Linked DNA regions of Mus musculus: region 2 is linked to region 1. A link is a contact called in public Hi-C data. All regions are on one chromosome and are shown on one strand. The core of a region is the stretch at or near the end of the contact, and the rest is flanking DNA. Distances in the headings are between cores, read along the strand shown.

The links. Hi-C and Micro-C count contacts between places; a contact is called where the count stands out from the background.
Region 2: a contact with region 1 is called in a Hi-C map of pre-megakaryocyte-erythroid progenitors, with 3 times the contacts expected there. The contact joins two enhancer-like sites. A contact is called at or near these places in 1 of 484 Hi-C or Micro-C datasets (pre-megakaryocyte-erythroid progenitors), 1 of 115 datasets of contacts at active chromatin or transcription factors (microglia) and 2 of 9 other capture datasets (adipose tissue and liver).

The regions. Positions count from the first base shown.
Region 1 is chr7:67,459,703-67,463,953 of GRCm38.p6, reverse strand. No RefSeq gene overlaps it. Among named protein-coding and RNA genes, the nearest start is that of Gm33926, 21 kb to the right of the region's middle. Within about 2 kb of position 1,948, at least 160 of the 459 cell types and tissues checked have an H3K27ac peak or open chromatin away from gene starts, as enhancers often do. A contact at or near this core is called in liver and pre-megakaryocyte-erythroid progenitors, where this site is marked.
Region 2 is chr7:67,257,946-67,262,196 of GRCm38.p6, reverse strand. All of the region lies in intron 7 of Mef2a (myocyte enhancer factor 2A), which reads left to right. Among named protein-coding and RNA genes, the nearest start is that of Lysmd4, 38 kb to the right of the region's middle. Within about 2 kb of position 1,801, at least 42 of the 459 cell types and tissues checked have an H3K27ac peak or open chromatin away from gene starts, as enhancers often do. A contact at or near this core is called in liver and pre-megakaryocyte-erythroid progenitors, where this site is marked.

The DNA.
Region 1 (4,251 bases), core at 699-3,198:
TACAACTAATTACAAAACTGAGCCCTGGCCCAGACCCCAAGCTGACTTGTGCAACTTCCCCGTGACCCTCTGCTGTGATTTGTTGTCCTCGCCTTGTCAGTGAGGGGGAAACCACTCCCTGTATGAAGCTCAGTCCATCTGTTTTGTTCTGCCTGTTCTCTCTCCCAAGTGAGGTCAGCCACTCACAGGAAGGACAAGCCACAGCGAGAACAAAGCCCTGAGAGGCTGCAGGACAATGAGCAGACCCCCACCTCTTGAGCCTTTTCTAGAAGATCAAAGTTCCAGACTCCTCCTCCCCGGGGTGAGCACTGTGTGAGCTGAGCATACAATAGGTCGGTCGGCTGGTCGGTCAGTTGTCACAGGCTCTGTTTGCCCACTCTACCTTTCTCCACCGATGACAAGGCGTGACACCACCCTTCTAAATAAAGGTTCCGAGTTCCTGGGACAGCAAACTTGGAGCCTGATTCCTGAGAGCCTATGGCCTGATATTTGGCTCATAAAAAGGACAACAAGGGGCAGGGTGGTGCAGAGAAGGGCTTTAGTGAGGGAGGGAGGGAGATAGGTACCTCTTCAAAGATTGAAGTCAAGATCCCAGGGAGAGCATTCAGGTCACCCCAGGAAGAAACCCCCTCCTTCAGGAGTCCAGGGTGAGCCATAATCCCTGCTCAGAGTCTCATTTCTTTAAACCTAAACGAAGGGAAAGGGGTCACACCCACAGTATCCTCTCAACCAGCACCCTGAGAAGCTGACGGCCGGCTGACCAATGCGCAGGGGCAGGGACATTTTGACCTTTGTTCCCTGCTTCAAAATGAAGTAGCACAGGGCTTGTGGTCACATACCTGCTGAGTGAGTGATGGGCTCCTTGGGACACATATGAAGAAAGTCACAAGCCTAAAGAGGGGCTGTGCACTCAGGAATGCTGTCCTTTCCCTCCTCCCCTCAAAGCTGTGACCCCATTCTCCTCGCTCCATCCTTTATGCTCTCCCTCCATCTCTGTTTTCCACAGAGGGGAAAGGCGTTTTGATTATGAAGCATTTCTGGGGCTGCTTAGGTCTGCCAAGTGCTGGGCTCTTCGTTAGCCCCCCTTCTCAGCCTCTGCCTGAGTGGAGACAGCAGCATTATCTCTTCATTACAGGTTTAGGAGCGCTGACCAAGAAAGGTCAGAAGGCTGCCTGCCCAAGGTCAGACACCCTGCAGCCCAGGGTATGACGGAGGCCCTGCCTGATTCTCCAGCACGGAGCTTGGGAGCATTTGGGCCACAAGAGCTGGATCAGAGCTCCAGTCAGTCTCTGGAGCCAGAAACTGCTGGAGGGAGACACGGACACCCACTGGAAGAGGTGAGGCTGCAGATGTGATCGGCGTGGGGAAGTCAGACAGATAAGAGCTGAGGGACCAGACAGGCAGGCTTCAGTTTTGGTACTTAGACTAGACTTTTAACCCACAGCCCCATGCAAATTTGATTCATTGGACAGTCAGAGAAGAGTATGGAAAAGGAGGCCTTCAAGCACAGGGCTACATCCACAGGGCTCATCAAAGATGCTCGAATGAGTCTTCCCGGTCAGGGACTCTGCTCCTGATGGCACAGCTTTTGGATGTGTTCTCTGCTTTTTGTATCCAGGACACTCTGGAGTGGAAAGCCTATTCTGCCCTCTAACAGCCTGTGGGCAGGGTCACTGTGACCTGGCCATGGGAGTGTTGGAGGAGAGCCAGCCCAGAGTTGTCACAGTCCACTGTGGCCAGCAGAAAGCCCACTCTACTCTTGCCCCAGAGCCTGCCTCACCACCTGGGTTGTGTTCCAAGCAGCTGGGCTTTGGGGAAGCTGGGACTTGGAGAGAATCCATTTGACCAGTGAGCTGCACGTGGCCGGGTGCCGGGGCGCCTGGGGAAGTGTGGTGTTCCAGACATGGTCACCGCCCTGTCTCCTCACCACTTCCTGCCCGAATGCAGAAGCTGAGTCTGACTGGGGTAGGGATCTGGTGACTAAGGACAGAATGGATGCTAGGGACAGCAGAATGGGGAGCTCCAGGTTCGCAGTGCTCCCTCTCACAGCTCCACAGTGCTCCCTCTCACAGCTCCATCTGCCTCCCCCGCACCTGACCTCCTTCTGCAAGAAGCAAATCTTCTATCAGGTTAAATGCCTGCAGCTGGGTGTGCTCAGGAGACAAAGAACAGAAACTGAAGATGTATGGTGTAGGGTCCATCAGAAGAGAGCCTCTTGGGTACGCTCAGCTTTTGTTGGAATCTGCTCTTTATCTGGTCGAGCCCTACAGTTAGGCTCTGACATATATCCCTTGTCCCCAGCTGCTAGGAGCTGGGTGGTACATTCACCCACATCCTGATCTCTCAGCTACAGCACAAACCCCCTTGACTAAGCCTTCTTCTGCACAAGGCAACTGTAGGCCAATGGGGAGACAGTCCGGAAATGTGTTATGTCTGCCCTGTTCTCCCTGGATGAGCAAGCTGACCCCCCATGACATTACTTGCCAGGGGATATGGCAGAGATGAAACTAGAATCAGGTGCACACAGAAGCATTTCCTGGTCCTACCCCATGGCTGACTTGGTTACCTGCAGAAGACTCCAGGAATCTGTGTGGACTACCATATCCCCCAACAGCCAGCTTGGTTCTGTTGTACACCAAAGCCCAAGAAACTCTTCCTAGCCAAGGAAAGGGCAGACTGTGGAGTGTCATGGGCAGCCGTCCCATTATGAGGTGACCTTCAGGTTCTAATTGGGAACCAACCGTAAGACAAGCCCTCCAGAAATTTTACTCTACCCTGAGACAGTTGAAAATCCTGATGCACAGCCTGAACCCCGCCAGCGAACCCCAGATTACCGAGGGTTAGACCCAGTTTCCCGCACTTAAAATTTTAAATTAATACATATAAATCTAAAACTTACACACATTAATGGGGAACCATGGAATGTGTCCTCATTGCTTAGTGTTTATCTCCTTGAACATTTAGGCATCAGCACACTTTCAAGTTCCGGAGGTGATTCTGATGAGGCCAACAGCCACCTGCTTGCATGCTTTCCAAGCCAGCAGGCATCTCATCCTGCAGGAGGGCTGTGAACCAGTCAGACCCTTTTCCTTAGGTTCTGTTTTAAGATCTGCATTTCTAAGATGCTCCTAGGCAATACTGGTGCTTCAGGAGTGAAGCCAATGAGGTAGAAGAAGAGGCAGAGGAAAAGCCACACGTAGATCCCAGTAGCCATCGTTAAGGTGTGACGGAGGCTTTCCAGAACAGGTCCTACCTGGTCCTATTTACCTAAGTGGTGACATGCTGCTCCCCGGGGCAGGTTCTTCCACACACCCAAGCTATGCATGGGAACCTACCCTCTTTCTTTGAGTCTAATTGCTGCTATATAGATGGGGAATTGGGACCTGGTGTTCAGGGCCCTAGGGAATGGCTGGGCAAGTTACACACCATCAGGAGCCACCATCCCATGAGCCTGAACTATGCCCTCTTCCTCCCACTTGTTGTCAAGCCTAAGAGGCTTCCTGCTTAAAGCCCAGCAGGTCGCCATGGAGATTTTCATAGCGTGCTTCCAAAAACCCAATGCCTATGTTTGCTTTAACTGTTCAGCAATGCCCCTTGGTGTTTTCCAAAGGAGCTGTCTCTTCCTTGTGGCCCCTAATGATGGGATGGTTAGATCTGGCTTGTGGTACATGGGTGGTACCCACCAGACTTCATCCTCCATCCTACTTAGCCTGGCTGACCCAGACAACCCTGCACTAGGTTCTTGGCTTGGGAGGAGCCCAGGGCCTCCCTCGCTGCCACCACACATTTCTGATTCCGTCTCCTCCCCAGGGAGATAAACCTGCTGGAGGAATTTGTTTTCTCAGGCAGTGCACACTGCATCCCACAGAAGTGCAGCTGAGTCACTGTGCTGGTTTCCTCCGAGAGCCGCCTCCCTTCCAGCCTGCTCAGGCTTCTCCTTTCCGGGAGGCGCTTCCTGACCTGACTACGTGTCCTGGGTGGTTCTGTCTTGTGATCCGAGACCAGCTGCCACCACATTCCTTCCATGACACTTGGCTGGTGTGGGTGGGCAGCTGTGAGTGGGCTCTTATCGGTGGGGCCCCCCACTACAAAGAGAACTCAGCGGCCCAGGAGGCCAGCTGGTGGGGGACAAAGGTCCACAGGCATCCCACAGGGAGAAAGAAGGTGGGAAGAGCTCGTTGGGGGTTGTGGGACCATCCGACTTATGAGATGGGTGCCACCTCTATGGGGTGTGAAGATGCTGGAGAAGAA
Region 2 (4,251 bases), core at 552-3,051, 200 kb after region 1:
AGTGGCTTAGCAGTTAAAAGCATTGGCTGCTCTTGCACAGGACCTGGATTCAGTTCCCAGCACCCACGTGGAGGCTCATGTCTGTCTATAACTGCAGTTCCAGAGGATTGGATGGTTTCCTCTGGCTTCTGGCTAGGTTACCAAGTGCCCATATGGTATACAGACATACGTAAAGGAAGACATACATTCACAGAAAGATAAATGAATCTTTAAAGAAGGAAGTAAAAGAAAACTGTAAAGGGTCATGCCAACGTTGTTGCAGTGAAAAATGGGATGAAATAGGCATAGTCAGCAACGTAAAAATTAGGGAAATCTCAAAGGAGGGGTTTTTTTTGTTGTGATTTAAAACTATGCAGAAAATATGCATATAGAAAAACATAAGGAACCCCAAATGGATTCCATTAGTTAGGGTTATAATGTTTCCCCCTTTCTTTTATGTTTTAAATTTTATGTGACATAATAATGATAGTACCCCTAAAGTCATAAAATTTTTATTATAATAAATTGTTTTGGTGAGTTTTTTTTTTCCCCCCTGATTTGATACTTTTTGTTTCATCTGTCATTGAAAACTTAAACTGGCAGTTGTACATGCTATAATTTATATAGCTCTGTCATGGTGACCGTCTGTTTGTTTACGGTTTACTATAAACACTTCACTGCTGAGTATAAATGTGTTACTCCGCTTATATTATAGCTCAGATGTTTATATAACTTTTAGCCTATATTGTAATGTCAAGATTGGGAAAACAATTGATATATTCAGCGCCTTCACTTAAAAAGGATTGTGGGGCTAGCTAGGTGGGAATAGTGTGTTTGTGTGTATTGTGTGTATGTTTTGCATACATGTACTTTCTCCCCAGCCTCTACCTACTTTTCTTAAAAATGTGTTGAGAAAGAAAAATATATTGGACTAGAAATAGAAAAGTTCAAGAAAAATCTGGAATTGTTCATGTTGCATGAAAGTGAAGGTTGGGGATTGCCTGTGCCAGAGGAGTGGAAGCTAAAAAGACAAATGAGCCGCATAGTGGTAGATGGACAGTTCTATGAAGAGGACATGGGAGTGGCAGAGGGTGACATTGATAGAGAGATTTAAAACATTATTTTGAGATGACAGCATTTATCTGGAGAAAGTAGCCCCTGGAAGTTGAATTTGAACTAAAGTTTAAGGGAAATAAAGCAGAAATCTGTACTTGCATGCTTCAGTCATCGTATTGCAGGAGAACTGATGAGGCCTCTGGCAGAGGAGAAAGTTGTATCTTTAGTGCAGTCTACCCAGGACAGATGAAGAAAGATTGGATTTTGAAAGTAGGGCACAAATGTTTTTTATTCAATATTTCTGATATGATCCATATTGTCCATTATGTGTGAATTGTCATCAAACTAAGTGAATGTGTCATTGATTATTTCAAAATCATGATCTTTTTTTGTATCTTAGTAAGTTTTATATCTTCATATAAATGACATTTTATGATGTTTCTATGTATTCCTGCATATGTATTGAATAGTGTGTTGAGCATGTCAGTTTTGTTATTTGTCACTGTGTAACCCTGGCTGGCCTGAAGCTCACTATGTAGACCAGGCTGGCCTCAAACTCAAACTGCTCTGCCTGCCTCTGCCTCCCAAGTACTAAAATTAAAGGTGTGTGCTACCACTTCCAATTTGAATCTTGCTTGAGGTTTTTATAGAGTCTGCTGAAGTTTGTTTGACAGCTGGACTTCAAAAGTGGCTTCATAGTAAACCATTAATGAAATAGTCACCTACTGTTTAGTGCTAGAAGAGCAGTAGTCCTAAGGCCATGGAGAAACTTGCCATCCACTCAAATACATTGCTTCAAATGACAGGGTTCAGATTCTGAACTATGCGATGAACTGATGTAATGGAACAACATACCTTCTATCAATAGGACCGTAATTAAGATGAGGCCTGTTCAGTTTCTGGAGGCATAGGTATATGGTTTACTCAAGAGTGTTTTTGTTAGGATAAGCTACCATTCAACTTTTAACAATAATCATACTAACTTAAATTTATTCAATTAAAAAGACAAATCATCCTGTGCAGGGTCCCCATTATAGAACTTAAACAAGCCGAGAGGCACGCACCCATACAGTCTAAGAGAATAGCAAGCTTGCACTGGAGATTAGCTTCAGCCTGGCATGTTGCCAGACACTTACATCATCCTGTACTCACTATCTGCTGTGGTGCCCTGGTGGAACACTAAGATACTGTGCTTTTAACCCCACTTCCATTCTTGTAACTTGATTCTTGTAGTTTACTATGCTCTCATATAAAATGCATTATAGATTTCACATGGGAAAGATGCATTCATGCTTCTTAATGATATATGCATCTAAATTACATATTTGCATAATCTAATAATAATAATAATAATACTAAAATAGTGTGTGTGGGGGGGTGTTTTTTGTTTTAGATTTTAGCTTGGGTCCATGAATAGCCTTTCAAGTATTGGAGAATCAGAACACACATTCTTGCAATTATGTATTAACAGAAACCTCGTTAACCTTATTGCTCTGCAGTATAAAAGTCTATTAAGTTCTTCTAACTTTGAATATGTTACTTGTAAAATATTTTTTATCCTCCAGATAACAAAATCTGGATTAGCTCTTCATTGAGTTCTGTTCTGCTCCATAAGTGAATAATCTAGAGAGAAGAGTTGATGTTTTTCCCTCAACAACCACACTGCTCTTTGAAGCTTACAGGAGATGCAGGAAAAGAGATTGAACCCAGATGGAATACATTCTGCTTCAAGACATTGAAAGCAGAATACAGGAAATAGCCTCACAAAATTAACGAAAATAACAGTCCCCACAACAAAATAAAGTCACACACAAATAGAATTGCTATGTCACGTGTTAAAATGTTTGCAAATGTGAGACTTGGTTGAACTGTCAGGGACAGTGTAGTTAGTCATCTTCCAAGTGCACCTTCCGAGCAGATGCGGCCGTTCTTAGAGGCCACTGCCTTTCTGTGTTCAGGTGCCAGCTTATGAGAATCGTAGTTAGGAGGTTGCAGAGTTGATTCTGTCATAGTTGTTACACAAATATTTTTATAATAGTATTTTTGACTCTTAAAGTAATGTTTATAAGAAGATAATTATAGTAAGGCCTCTATTTTCTTTAAAACTTTATCTTCCCAAACTTTTAACCATCTTTCTAAGCATAGTAACGATTTAATTTTTCATTTTTATTATTTATTTTATGTGTGGGGGTGTTTTACCTGCATGCCTGTCTGTGCACTATCTGTTACCCCAAGAAGCCTGAAGAAGGCACCGGATCCCTTACAACTGTAGTTACAAGTGGCTGTGAGCTGCCATGTGTATGCTTAGCATTGAACTCTGGTCCTCTGGGAGAGCAACCTTAACTCTTAACTACCAAGTTATCTCTCCACCCCCCTAATTTTAAGTTTTCAAATTCAAGACTGGCAAACTAGCTAATTAGGTAAACATGCTTGCCCCCAGATCTGATAGGCTGAGTTCAATCCCCAGATTCCACATGATAGAAGATAAGAACCAAGCCATACAAGTTGTCCTCTGATTTCCAGGCATGCCCCTCCCCTACAAATAAATGTAATTTTAAAAATTATAGAATTCATATATCAATTTATCATTTGACTATATATTACTAAGTGTGCCTGAAATTGCTTTGTAAATCTCAAGATAGTATACCAAGTAAACATAGTTCTGTTTCATTCAAGAAGTTCTACAGAATTAAAATGTGTGTGGTGTATGCATGTGTGTGTGTGTGTGTGTGTGTGTGTGTGTGTGTGTGTGCGTGTGTGTGCACGCGCGCACTAGTGTGCTGTGTCATGCCGGCATGTTGACAGAGGTTGATGTTGTGATGGCTTCTTGAACCTCGTCATCTAATTTTTGGAGGCGGGTTCTCACTAAACTGTTGCTTGCACTTCCAATCCCTAGGTCTGATTGCTTCTACCCCACCGTTACCACTGGGGTTGCAAACTTGTACCATCATTCATGTCTTTCTTTTAAGATTTACTTTTATTTGTGTGTGCATGTGTGTGTACATTGCGCGCACCATGTGTTTGCATGTCCAAGTGTGTGGAGGTGCTCTCGGGAAGAAGAGCAGGAGCCATAGATGGTTGTGGGTGGTTAGGAATTGAGCTTACATGATCTGTGAAAGCAGCAAACGCTCGTAACCACTGAGCCTTCTCTTCAGTCCTAACACCTGGCTTTGGCCGTCCTGCTTGCACAGAAAACACTTTACCCATCAAGCCATT